2 separate regions of the Sus scrofa genome follow, and region 1 is linked to region 2. Evidence: chromatin contacts called from public Hi-C data. All regions are on one chromosome and are shown on one strand. The core of a region is the stretch at or near the end of the contact, and the rest is flanking DNA. Distances in the headings are between cores, read along the strand shown. Region 1 overlaps FBXL17 (F-box/LRR-repeat protein 17). Region 2 overlaps FBXL17 (F-box/LRR-repeat protein 17).

Region 1 (6,193 bases), core at 825-3,324, 83 kb before region 2:
TGGACCCCTAGCCTGGGAACCTCCATATGCGGCGTGTGCGGCCCTAAAAAAAAAAGACAAAAGACAAAATAAACAGACAAACAAACAAATAAATAAATAAATTTTGGTGTACCACCACATTTTGTTTTAACATTGCCATAACTTAACTATTTAGGATAATGCCACAGTACAAAGAAGTACAATTTAAAGGAAGATTCCTGGAAGAACAGTAATACCTACCCACTTTTTTATCACAAGCATTATATTAAAAGAAGATATTACATGTAAAAATGGAACATCCTATGAAAATATATATATTAAAAATATATATTTGATTAAATAGTTAAAGGAAAATATAAGAAACGTTCCTGTTTATTCAGGCCTTGACTTTTAGATATGTGAAAAGCATCTGCCTACACTGTTTATTACTTTGTCAAATGTATGTAAAAGTGGAGGCTGCACTGACATTGAACTTTCCTGATACATCAAAATGTCAGAAAAATTACACGTTTAATAGCTTTGTTTAGAACATGTCTACAAATGGGGGTTTAGTAAACCCCTGTATCTCTGTAATTTCTTACCTGATGATCTGTATGATAGAGCTCCAGAGTATATATCAGAAATACCCATGGATAAAGAATGGTCAACGACCACCTTGCCATGCCAGTCTAAAAGAAGCTTTTTTTGTCCAGGCAAGTTTATAAAAGAATTAAAACATAAAAGAAAAAAAATGTTAGGAATGAAAAAATGTACAAGAACTATGCTTTGAAAAAAGAAAACAAAATCCCAATTATTCAGGTGCTGGCTAATAACTTGATGAAATGCCAACCCCAACCTCCACCCCCAGTGATATGTCATGCTGTTTGGCATTTGCTTTAATAAAACAGTCCAGTCAGTGTGTGCACTTTAGACCGGGGGTATAGGTAGGGGTCTAAATGAAACAATTTTGCCTATGCATTGATTGTTGAAGCTAGGTAATAGATACATGGAAGATTATCATATATATATACATATATATATATTTACTTTTGTGTTTGTTGAAAATTTTCCATAATAAAAATTTAAAAAAATTTCTCCCCAAAGCACTCTTAGAACTGACATGAGTAATTCTTCCTGTTTCAAAATCTGCTTAATTATGGCAAGGTTTTTAACATTAAAAAAAATAATAATAGAAATTGGAAGAGTCAGAGCTCTGTTGATGCATCTTTCCCAAGGCTGTCAGTTTTTGGATTCTAGTTTCAGTCTCAAGGAGACAAAGTATTCTTGTCTGATGTGCTATAATAGAAGATTTCACTGTGCTCTCTCTTGAGTATTATACTTTTCATTTTAGTGCAGGGTATTTGTGATATGTTATATTTTCATAATCGAGAGTTAATTTCTTCCTAGTCTGACTAGGTCTGTTAATCATTAAACTGCATAAAGAGAGATGGTTTGTACCAAGTTCCTCCTAGTTCTTATTTGTCGTAAGGAAAATCCCAGCATTATGTGGTCATATACCTGCCTGCCTCAGTTTTATATTTTTAAAAGTCATTTTGTGTGTATATAATTTTTATCGCAGTATTTTTAGATATGAACAGTTGTAGTCATACTTCATCACTTCTCTCACTTCATTTGGAAGAAATTCTGATTTAGTTTTTATTTCATTAAATACTATGATTAAATCTCCCTACCCTAAGCAATGGAATGATATGTTAAAGTGTGTTTTATAGAACGAACCCCTGAAAACAAATTACATGACTCCTCATTTTCCAAGCCGATGACAGGATATTGTAAAATAATGGATAAACCATGCAGGATTGTTTTTCTCCCAGCATAAGCAGTATCTAAATACCAAAACCGGAAAGAGACAAAGTAGTAAGAGAAACTTAGATCTGAAAGAGCAACCTTCAGGGGGACGTGGATGAAGGAAAGTGGATGAAGGTTACATAGCACGGCTGATGGCCTGGGGTTTAATTTGTAATCTTATCTGTAACTTGGCTTCATCCTTGATTAGGATGTAACAAGTTATATTTGTGTCTTCAGTCAGTGCTGTAGCTTACGCAGAGTAAGGGCTCAGGTAACATCTTCCAGTAATGACAATGACATGTGGTCTTGGCTTTGATGCACAGACATCACTTCCAGTTTAGCAATAAAATGCTCAGCAGGAAAGCATTGACTGGGGCTCAGGGTACATAGTCTGACTGTATTTAGGATCGCTTGGGTGTGCATTGTAAAATACCAGTTCCAGGTGCCACCCCAGAAGAATGAAATCAGGGTGGCTGTGGCAAGTGGGGACTTGATGATCTAAAGATCAGACTAAGCTGAGTGCATCCAATCCTGGTACTGCCATCAAAATTTCCAGGTAGCTTTGTGGGGAAAAGGGAGTACAAATTACCATCCCTACATCAGACCTACTAAAAGCTGACCCTTGGCAGGGGTTCGGTGAGGGGATGAGGGTGGCAGGCAGAGCTCTGTAGCTTTTTGTTAATGTTACTTGGTGTTTTGCTGGTGAGTTTTATGATGAGTTAGGTTTAGGTATCACTGCTCCAGAGAACACTATCCTCTTTCAAATTAAAAAAAATAATGTAGATTTAAAAACATAGACATCTTCTATGTGTATGATATTGGCTTTCCATGACACTCCCTAGACCTCTAGGACTACACACTCTTCAGCCTCAGCCTTGTTTCTTGAACCCAGCCTTTCACAGTCTTGTCTTTACTTTCAGAAGCTGTGTAGTCCTATCAGACAAATCAGACATAGGCTTTTAGAAAACAAGCCCCCACCTTTGAAGATGGACACAAGGAGCCAAAAGGAAAGGCTGATGTTCTTTGTGTTTTGGGCTTCAGTTATTTACAGTCATGTACATTTTTTTTTTTTGTCTTTTTTTGTTGTTATTGTTGTTGTTGTTGCTGTTGTTGCTATTTCTTGGGCCGCTCCCGCGGCATATGGAGGTTCCCAGGCTAGGGGTCGAATCGGAGCTGTAGCCACTGGCCTACGCCAGAGCCACAGCAACGCGGGATCTGAGCCGCGTCTGCAATCTACACCACAGCTCAGGGCAACGCCGGATCGCTAACCCACTGAGCAAGGGCAGGGACCGAACCCGCAACCTCATGGTTCCTAGTCGGATTCGTTAACCACTGCGCCACAACGGGAACTCCCAGTCATGTACATTTTAATTCATCTTCTTTCACATGCCTATTAATACTACCACTTCTTAAAATCTTTCGTTAGTAAGGCAGCATTGAAGTTTAAAATTGGGCTTCTTTATGTGGTATATATACACGATGGAATACTACTAGCCATAAAAAAGAACAAAATAATGCCATTTGCAGCAACATGGATGGAACTGGAGACTCTCATAATACGTGAAGTAAGTCAGAAAGAGAAAGACAAATACCATATAACATCAGTTATATCTGGAGTCTAATATACGGCACAACTGAACCTTTCCACAGAAAACAAACCCATGGACATGAAGAACAGAACTGTGGTTGCCAAGTGGGTGGGAGAGGGAATGGGATGGACTGGGAATTTGAGGTTAATAGATGCAAACTATTGCCTTTGGAATGGATAAGCAATGAGATCCTGCTGTAAAGCACTGTGAACTATATCTAGTCACTTATGATGGAGCATGATAATGTGAGAAAAAAAATGTGTGCATGTATGTGTTACAGGATCACCTTGCTGTATAATAGAAAATTGACAGAATACTGTAAACCAGCTATAATGGAAAAAATAAAAATCTCATTAAAAAATTGGGCTTCTTCCAATAGAAGCAAGATTTTAGCCAGTTAGCCTCACATTTGGTCTTGCTTCATTCTGGAGTTGATGTTTATTATCAGCATAAAATTAGGTTGTTAGTAAGATGGTACTGCACCTTAGGAATCTTACTTACACAGACAGATCCCTACAGTCCCTAAGAGAGACAACTGCACAATACCATCAGTCAGCTTCCCTGGCAAGGACCTTTTCTTTCGTGTTTGTCTGTGTCCTCCTTTGCTTAGCTGCTGCTTAAGCAAGACAGTATTATTTATATTTCTTATACTAAGAAGTTATCAATAATATTTATTGAGCACTTGTGTGAGGCCCGTTTGAGGGTTTCCACATTTATTACCTTAATTCTCACAACAGTTCTAATAGGAGTTATTATTGTTATTATTCTCATATTGCAGATGAGACAAACTAAGACTCCAAGAAATTAAATAACTTGCCCAAAGTTATGCAGGTTCTATGATGGAGCTTAAATTCAAAGTTATAAGAACTAACTCCAGAGTTTTCACCCTTATTTGTTACTCACCTAATAATTAATTAGTGAATACATGAATGACCATCTTTGACCCCAAACCTAACTTTTTTTTTTAAATCAGAGAGAACTCTGACTAAAAAATAATACCTGCAATTATCCTTTTGTCTTGATGGAAGGACCGAGTAGCTTTCTGCCCCCAGATACCAATCTTAGAATTGGTAACCCCCCTGAAACAAAAAGACACATCCATCTGTACTCTGGCACATTTTTTGTCCCTGGGGCAATAGCTCCAGTTCTGGCTGCCCATGTGGAAGGAAAAGGGATAGTAGGGAGGGTGCTGAGTGGAACCTCATGGAAGGTTGCATGGAGAAAGCAACCACCACAGACGGTAATGAAAAGCTCATGTCTCTTTAGAAAGTTTCATCCTTAAGACATTCTGCTTAATTATGATCTTGGAATCCAGTGTCAGAATCACACTCCTCTCCCCTGGAGAGAAAGGAAGAGGGGTTAGGAGAAGAACAGAAAGGAACTTTGAAGCTTTCTCTTAGAGCCAGCATGGTGGTCCTTTTTGAGTAGAGATCCACGAAGAGTTTCAGCTGGGAGAACTTGTGAACTTAATTCAGGGAGTCACAGCATGTCCTTATTATTTATCTAGAAATTTTATAAACTCCACATTCATCAAATACACTCTTATTTAGATGTTCAGATGACAACACCCCTATGGATCAGATAGACAGGATATAAAGTTAAATAGCCATTTGAGTTTATTCTCTTTATTATTAAGTACAGTCAAGAGTTGACTTCTTTGCACAAAATTCTTTCTTTTTCAGATTTTATTGCTTTCTAAGAGAAAATTTAGCTTGGGCTTAAATTTCAGCTGAGCAGTTACCTACATTACATGAGACAAAAGAGCATGTCATCAAGCTGTTTTTCATTTTTACATTCAATTAATGGATCAAAAAATTCAAATATAGCACCATATTTGAGTACTATAAAGTTGAGTTGAGAAATTTTATTCTTTTAATCCACTTAAGCAAAATTTTTACATTTAAAGACTTAACACCCAAATTTAATCTGTATCAATGGTACTACATTTGTGTGTGTGTGTGATATTTCATTCATGTATGGTACGTGATCTTTAATTTAAATGCATTGCTCTATTTTTTTAAGATCATTTCTTTGATTCTCTGCTAGAATACTACTCCTAAAACTAAACTACTTAGAAAAGGACTATTTGTAGCAGCCTATATATTCAACTCATATCAATTTTTCAGTGCTCTAAAAGTGTTGATTGTGCTTATGAAAGCGTTAGCACCCTGTATGACATCTTCAAGGGGAAATGATTGAAAAAAATTTTAAGTTGCAAAAGCGGAGGAAAAGTGTTTGACCAGTAAGTTCTCAGATTAATCTATTTCTGCAGTAGAAAAAAGTGGTAATGATTTGAAAGGTGATATCTTGCTAGACTCTTGGATATAAAATTACTTGGTTCCAGATTTATCAGAGAATTCAGGATGTTGTAGCTATATTATATACAGCATATATAATGAAGAAGACATTTGGATTTTTTGTCATTTGATCTTAAATTTTTAAATTATTTTTCTTTTAGAAAGAAAGGAATATATTAAAATTGGCACTGTGCATTAAAGTAAACATGATTATACACAAGTTTGTGTTGGTGATTGAAATTTATCATTAGTAGATTTTTGTTCATTTCAAACATATATGTACAAAAAATAGATCCAGCAGTGTTTCATTTTAGCTAATATTTGTACAAAAAAGAGCTAAAGGGTTTAGAAAATAATTCTCTCAGATATCAGCATCAATTCAATTTCACCTAATACATCCATGACGAATTAAGCACTATCAGAGTATTCTCTTTATCATTAAAATGGAGCCTGACCAGACCTTTTCATTCATTCCTAAGGACACTCAAACCTATTCTCCAATTTTTCCCATACCCAGCCATGGTTGCAGAACATCTATTCAAC
Region 2 (5,825 bases), core at 53-2,552:
ATATTTATTTTAAAAACCATTAATCACACGAATGGAATATTGTCAGTTATGAACCTTTCAGTTGCAATTAATAAGAACACCAATTCAGCTGATTTAAACAAAAAAGGAGGGGTGGATTTATTTGTCTCAGAGACTTGAAGAGCTAGTTCTAGTTACCTGTGAGGTTTGGACCAATAGTTTGTGCTCCCAGGCTCCTGTTCTGTTTTCCTGCAGTTCTTTCCTTTTTGCCTCCCTTAGCCTATTGGTATTGTCCTTAGGCAGAGTCTCCTTGTGACAGCAAAAAGGGTTATAGTAGTTATAGACCCAATACCTTGTCATTACCATCCAAGGAATGAAAGAATCTGTGTCCCCGTATTCCCAGCCATGTCCTGGGGTTTACTCTGGTGGGACTGGCATGTATCAAATGTCCACTTATCACTGTGGCCACAGGGATGGAATGCATAGGTGTGGTTAAGTTCTTCAAAGCCTAACTCCAGGATTGAAGATGGGTTCAATCCAAACTCAGTACAGCTAAGAATTTAGGGATTGGTTGATTCTTGAAGGAAAATCTGAGCATTTTTGGAACAAGGGAAGGATGGTGAATAATTAGGAAGCAGCCAGAAAATTATCCTCTGGAACTGTGTCCTTAAAAAAGGGTGCAGACTTAGGTCCCTAAGCTTAATCTAAGAATTACGCCTTTTGTACCCAGTTGGGAGAAATTTATTTATCCCCTTCATCTCTCAGCAGAGAGGTCATCCAATCCCATTGTTTGGGTATTTCTAGTATTACTATTGCAACCTTACTTCAGCGTGTTAATCCTTAATACATTTTGAAAACAAATTCACTTTTCAAAAGAGGATTGTAATCAGCATGTGTGTGGAATCTTCCCTAGTGACCCCACTACCCCATCATTCTACATTAAATTGGGTTATACTCTGTGATTTTAAATGCTGTCTGGTTTCAGTGAACTACTTGTAGGGCTTAGAAAAGAGCTAGATTTGATAAACATTTTACTGGTTTTACATTTAGATTTTCTACTAACTTTATAATGACATTCCTGTAGAAGGCTGAACTTTCAAATAGTGGACTCACGGTTGCACTTTATACTCATGCCATGATGAAAGAAAGAAAGAAAGAAAGAAAGAAAGAAAGAAAGAAAGAAAGAAAGAAAGAAAGAAAGAAACCTTAGAATGAAATCTGAATTCTTTCCCTGTATTCTTACTTTTAATTTATGTACGCTTATCCAAATACATCCATTTCAGTTGTACGGCACATGCTCTTTTGCTATTTTTAACAGTCCTAAAATTGCCCTCACTTGGCCCTAAATTGGTTTTGAATTTCTACCCACACTGTCAGTGTTTGCGGAATGAGCAGTGATACCACTGCCCTTAGGAAATAGGATCCTCCCATGCTGAGTTTGTAAAGCTAAGCCCTGAATGCTGTCCTTAGACAAAGTGAGAAAAGGCTAAGGATTAGAATGAGGTCTTTTGGAGTTCCCTTCGTGACTCAGTGGTTAACAAACCTGACTAGTATCCATGAGGATGTAGGTTTGATCCCTGGCCTTGCTCAGTAGGTTAAGGATCAGGCATTGCCATGAGCTGTGGTGTAGGCCACAGACATAGCTCAGATCGCACATTGCCATGGCTGTGGTGTAGACTGGCAGCTATAGCTCTGATTGCACCCCTAGCCTGGGAACTTCCATATGCCATGGGTGCGGCCCTAAAAAGACAAAAGACCAAAAAAAAAAAAAAAAAAAAGAATGTGGCGTTTCATCCCTCCTGACTGCACCCCTAGTCTCCAGGATGTGGTATGGTAAAGAGTTAGTGGATCTGCTTCACTAAAGGATCAGAGATTCTCAGGGAAGCGCTACATCTTTTGTACCCCAAGTAGTGTTCCAAGAGGATCAAGGAAATTTACAGGGTGACACCATCATCATTGTGATCATCACCATTGTCAGTATCACCACCAACTCTTTTACAGATCTTCCTGTCCTTTGCTCCTTGCCCAGAAGAAAATGTCACTTCTCTAACCCAACAGCCTGCACACTGCTTCTCTCATCCATCTCCTCCATCCTACTCCAAGACTTGATGCCCATTTCTACACCTCCCCCTCTGCCTACTCAGAATATATCAGAGGCAGCAAACTGAACCTCTCTTCAGTCTCTCAGTTCCACACAAATAGCCTTCTCTTTCTCCTTCGTGGCAACTGTCCTGATAGTCAATACCATAGTCCATCTCAGCTTCCTAAAACTCCAACCCTCATGCTCTCACACAAACACATATCCTCCTAAAGTCTCTAATAATGCAGTAAGTATTTATTGTGAGCATATTGCATGAAAAGCTAATTACTGTCATGATACAAAATATGGCCTCCTCTTTTAAAGCACTTACAATCTTTTTTTTTTTCATGTGGAAGTTCCCGAGTCAGGCATGGGACCCATGCCGCAGCAGCAGCCCAGGCTGCTACAGTGACAACACCAGATCCTTAACCCACTGCACCACAAAGGAACTCCCAAACTACTTAAAATCTTATGATAGGTATTTCCTACTCTGGTCAAGTTACTGAAACTCTCTCAGAAAGGGTCCCTAGGAGTTCCCATTGTGGCAGAGTGGAAACGAATCTGACTAGGAACCCTGAGGTTGCAGCTTCGATCCCTGGCCTTGCTCAGTGGGTTAAGGATCCAGTGTTGCTGTGAGCTGTGGTGTAGGTTGCAGACGCAGCTCAGATCTGGTGTTGCTGTGGCTCTGGCGTAGCCCAGCAGCTGCAAATCTGATTAGACCCCTAGCCTGGGAACCTCCATATGCCATGGGTATGGCCCTAAAAGGACAAAAATACAAAAAAAGAAAAAGAAGACAAAGGGTCCCTAAGCACCCACCTAGACACCAAACCTGAAGTCTTTCCAGAGTCCTTAAATCACACCTCTTTACATTTGATTCCTTAGCCAAATAAGAAAATAAATGGCAACCTTAAAATCTGAACCCAAGTCTTTTGGGCACCAAGTTGTGAACTCTCTTTATCATTACATCTTAACTGTACTAATGATATGTGAATACTTTGTTCTTTAAAAATGTGTATAATGTTACAGATAAAACTGAAATTCCTTTTGGCTTTCATTTTTCTTCCCTAGTGGAAAACACCATGACAAGTGTACTTCTTTCAGGCCACTGTTGTGCATATTCATATGTACATGACTTCAATGTTAACAACATTCTTTTGAGATTCATCTGTATCAATATATATAGGTCTAGCTCATTCTTTAACTACTTTATGAATCTCATGAAAGGAATATGACATGTCATATTCATCTCTTCCCCTAAGCTCTTTTTCATTTTTCACCGTTAAAAATTCCTCAGTGGATCTCCCTATGTTCATAGAAGCAATATATTTTGCTAGTTAGATTCCAGGTCTTGACTTACTTTAGCTAAGGGACCTTGGATGAGTTACCTAAACAATCTAAACGTCATTCTCCTCATCATAGAATTATTATGAGGATTAGATTAGTTAATATATTTAAGGTGCTGAGTTACAGACTCAGCACATAGGCACACAGTAAATACTCCATAAAGTGAGCATTTATGATCCAGCATAAACATCTGGATCTTGAGTAATGCTCATTTTTAGTTTAATTGGTATCTCCAAATTGTCCTCAAGAATGGGCACAGAGATGTATAATTCTCTCAGCAGTGTAAGAGTGCTCATTTTCCTAATTATTCCCTACACCTTGTATTATCAAACCTTTTTATTTGCTCTTCTGTCTGATAAGAAACATCCTTTAAATGACATTTTCATTTGAATTTTCTCAATTCATAGTGAAGATGAATATTTTTATGTATTTATTAGCCGATTTGACTTCATCTCTAAATTATTTGTAGCTATTGTTCATTTTTCTATTTTTATAGACTTCAGTCAGATTTAAAAAAATGTTCTTGATACTAATTCTTTGTCACATGTTGCAAATAGTTTCTCTTCATCTGCTACTTATTTACCTTAGCTTAAAATATCTTTGTCTTTAAAGAGGTTGAATTTTACAGGGCCACATTTATAAATCTGCTCTTTAATGTATTTTTTAGGCCTTGAGTCCAGAGATTTGAATTCCAACTCTGCCATTTACTGACCTTGAGATCTTAGATGATTTACATAACCTCTTGATGCCTTCATTTCCTCAGCTGTAAAATGAGACTAATAGTAGTATCTTCCTCATAGGTGATTGTGAGGTATGTGAGTTAATACATGCAAAGTCCTGACACAGAGTGAACACCATTTTCTATTGGTTTTTGTTGTTGTTGTTGTTCCCTATTATTAAGTAAACCCTTCTCAACACAAAATCAAAAAGATATCTTATAATATTGTCATTATTTTGGTTTTCTTTTTTTAGTTTAGGTTTCTAAGACCTGGAATTTATATTTTTACATGTGAGGTTGTGATCTGCATGTTTTTATTTAATTATGGTATGTTGTCTATCAGTTATTAACATCTTTTCTCCTCTAATTTGATATGGCTCTTCTCTCATAGACAGAAGTTAGCATGTATTTATAAGCCTATTTCTGGAATCTCTTCTATTCTGTTCTCTATTCTGTCACCAATACTTTGCTGTTTTAGATACTGTAACTTTATATTATAATTCAGTATTTGACAGTAAATCTAGTAGATTTATATCCCTTAATTATTTTTCAAAATTACCTTTCTCATTCTTATTCAGTATTTTTTCAGATTAATTTCATAAGCAATTTTATAAATTTTATTTAAAGCTGTTGGTTTTTGGAAGGATTGCATTGAATGTACAGGGTTTTTTTTTAAGATATATGTATATGTATATATATATGTGTGTATATATGTGTGTGTGTATATATGTGTGTGTGTGTGTATATATATATATATATATATATATATTTTGTCTTTTGTCTTTTTAGGGCCACACCCATGGCATATGGAGATTCCAGCTAGGGGTCTAATCGGAGCTGTAGCTGCCAGCCTACACCACAGCCACAGCAACATCAGATCCGCGCCGCATCTGCAACCCACATCACAGCTCACAGCAACACCAGATCCTTAACCCACTGAGTGAGACCAGGGATCACACCCACAACCTCATGTTTCCTAGTCGAATTCATTTCCGCTGTGCCACAAGGGGAACTCCAAGATAGGATATATTTTATAGCATTGAGTTTTCCTGTCTATAAATTAAGTACAAATTTCCATTTTGAGTCTTCTTTTATGCCCATTAGTAAAGTTTTATAATTTTTTCCACAAAGCCATTTCATATTTTGTTAGGTTTATTCCTATATAAAGTGGTTTTTTATGTGTTATTGTCAGTAGAATCTTTTTTCTCTTTTAAATTCTAACTGTCTGATGTTACTATATTGACATGCAGTTAGTTTTATGAATCTTGTAACTGGCAAACTTACTAAGCTTTCTTAGTATTTTTAATAGTTTTTCATTTGAGTCTTTTTTTTTTTTTTTTTTCTTTTTGCTATTTCTTGGGCCGCTCCCACGGCATATGGAGGTTCCCAGGCTAGGAGTTGAATCGGAGCTGTAGCCACCGGCCCACGCCAGAGCCACAGCAACGCAGGATCCGAGCTGCGTCTGCAACCTACACCACAGCTCATGGCAACGCCAGATCCTTAACCCACTGAGCAAGGGCAGGGACCGAACCCACAACCTCATGGTTCCTAGTCGGATTCGTTAACCACTGCGCCACGACGGGAACTTCCTGAGTCTTTTTTTTTTTTTTTTTTTTTAGGTAATTAATCATATCCTTTTGAAAAATAAATACCCTGTATGCTAGGAGTGTTAGAGACTTAGCTGGCTAGTTCCCATTTTTAATAGACATGTGTTATTGCACCTTC

The links. A called contact is a pair of places that touch in the nucleus more often than the background predicts.
Region 1: a Hi-C map of skeletal muscle shows a contact between it and region 2, with 2.7 times the contacts expected there. The contact joins two enhancer-like sites. A contact is called at or near these places in 1 of 5 promoter capture datasets (liver) and 3 of 47 Hi-C or Micro-C datasets (liver and skeletal muscle).

The regions. Positions count from the first base shown.
Region 1 is chr2:113,123,027-113,129,219 of Sscrofa11.1, reverse strand. The region is part of intron 8 of FBXL17 (F-box/LRR-repeat protein 17); the gene reads left to right. Among named protein-coding and RNA genes, the nearest start is that of EFNA5, 300 kb to the right of the region's middle. Within about 2 kb of position 2,074, at least 1 of the 83 cell types and tissues checked has an H3K27ac peak or open chromatin away from gene starts, as enhancers often do. A contact at or near this core is called in skeletal muscle, where this site is marked.
Region 2 is chr2:113,040,073-113,045,897 of Sscrofa11.1, reverse strand. The region is part of intron 8 of FBXL17 (F-box/LRR-repeat protein 17); the gene reads left to right. Among named protein-coding and RNA genes, the nearest start is that of EFNA5, 220 kb to the right of the region's middle. Within about 2 kb of position 1,302, at least 1 of the 83 cell types and tissues checked has an H3K27ac peak or open chromatin away from gene starts, as enhancers often do. A contact at or near this core is called in skeletal muscle, where this site is marked.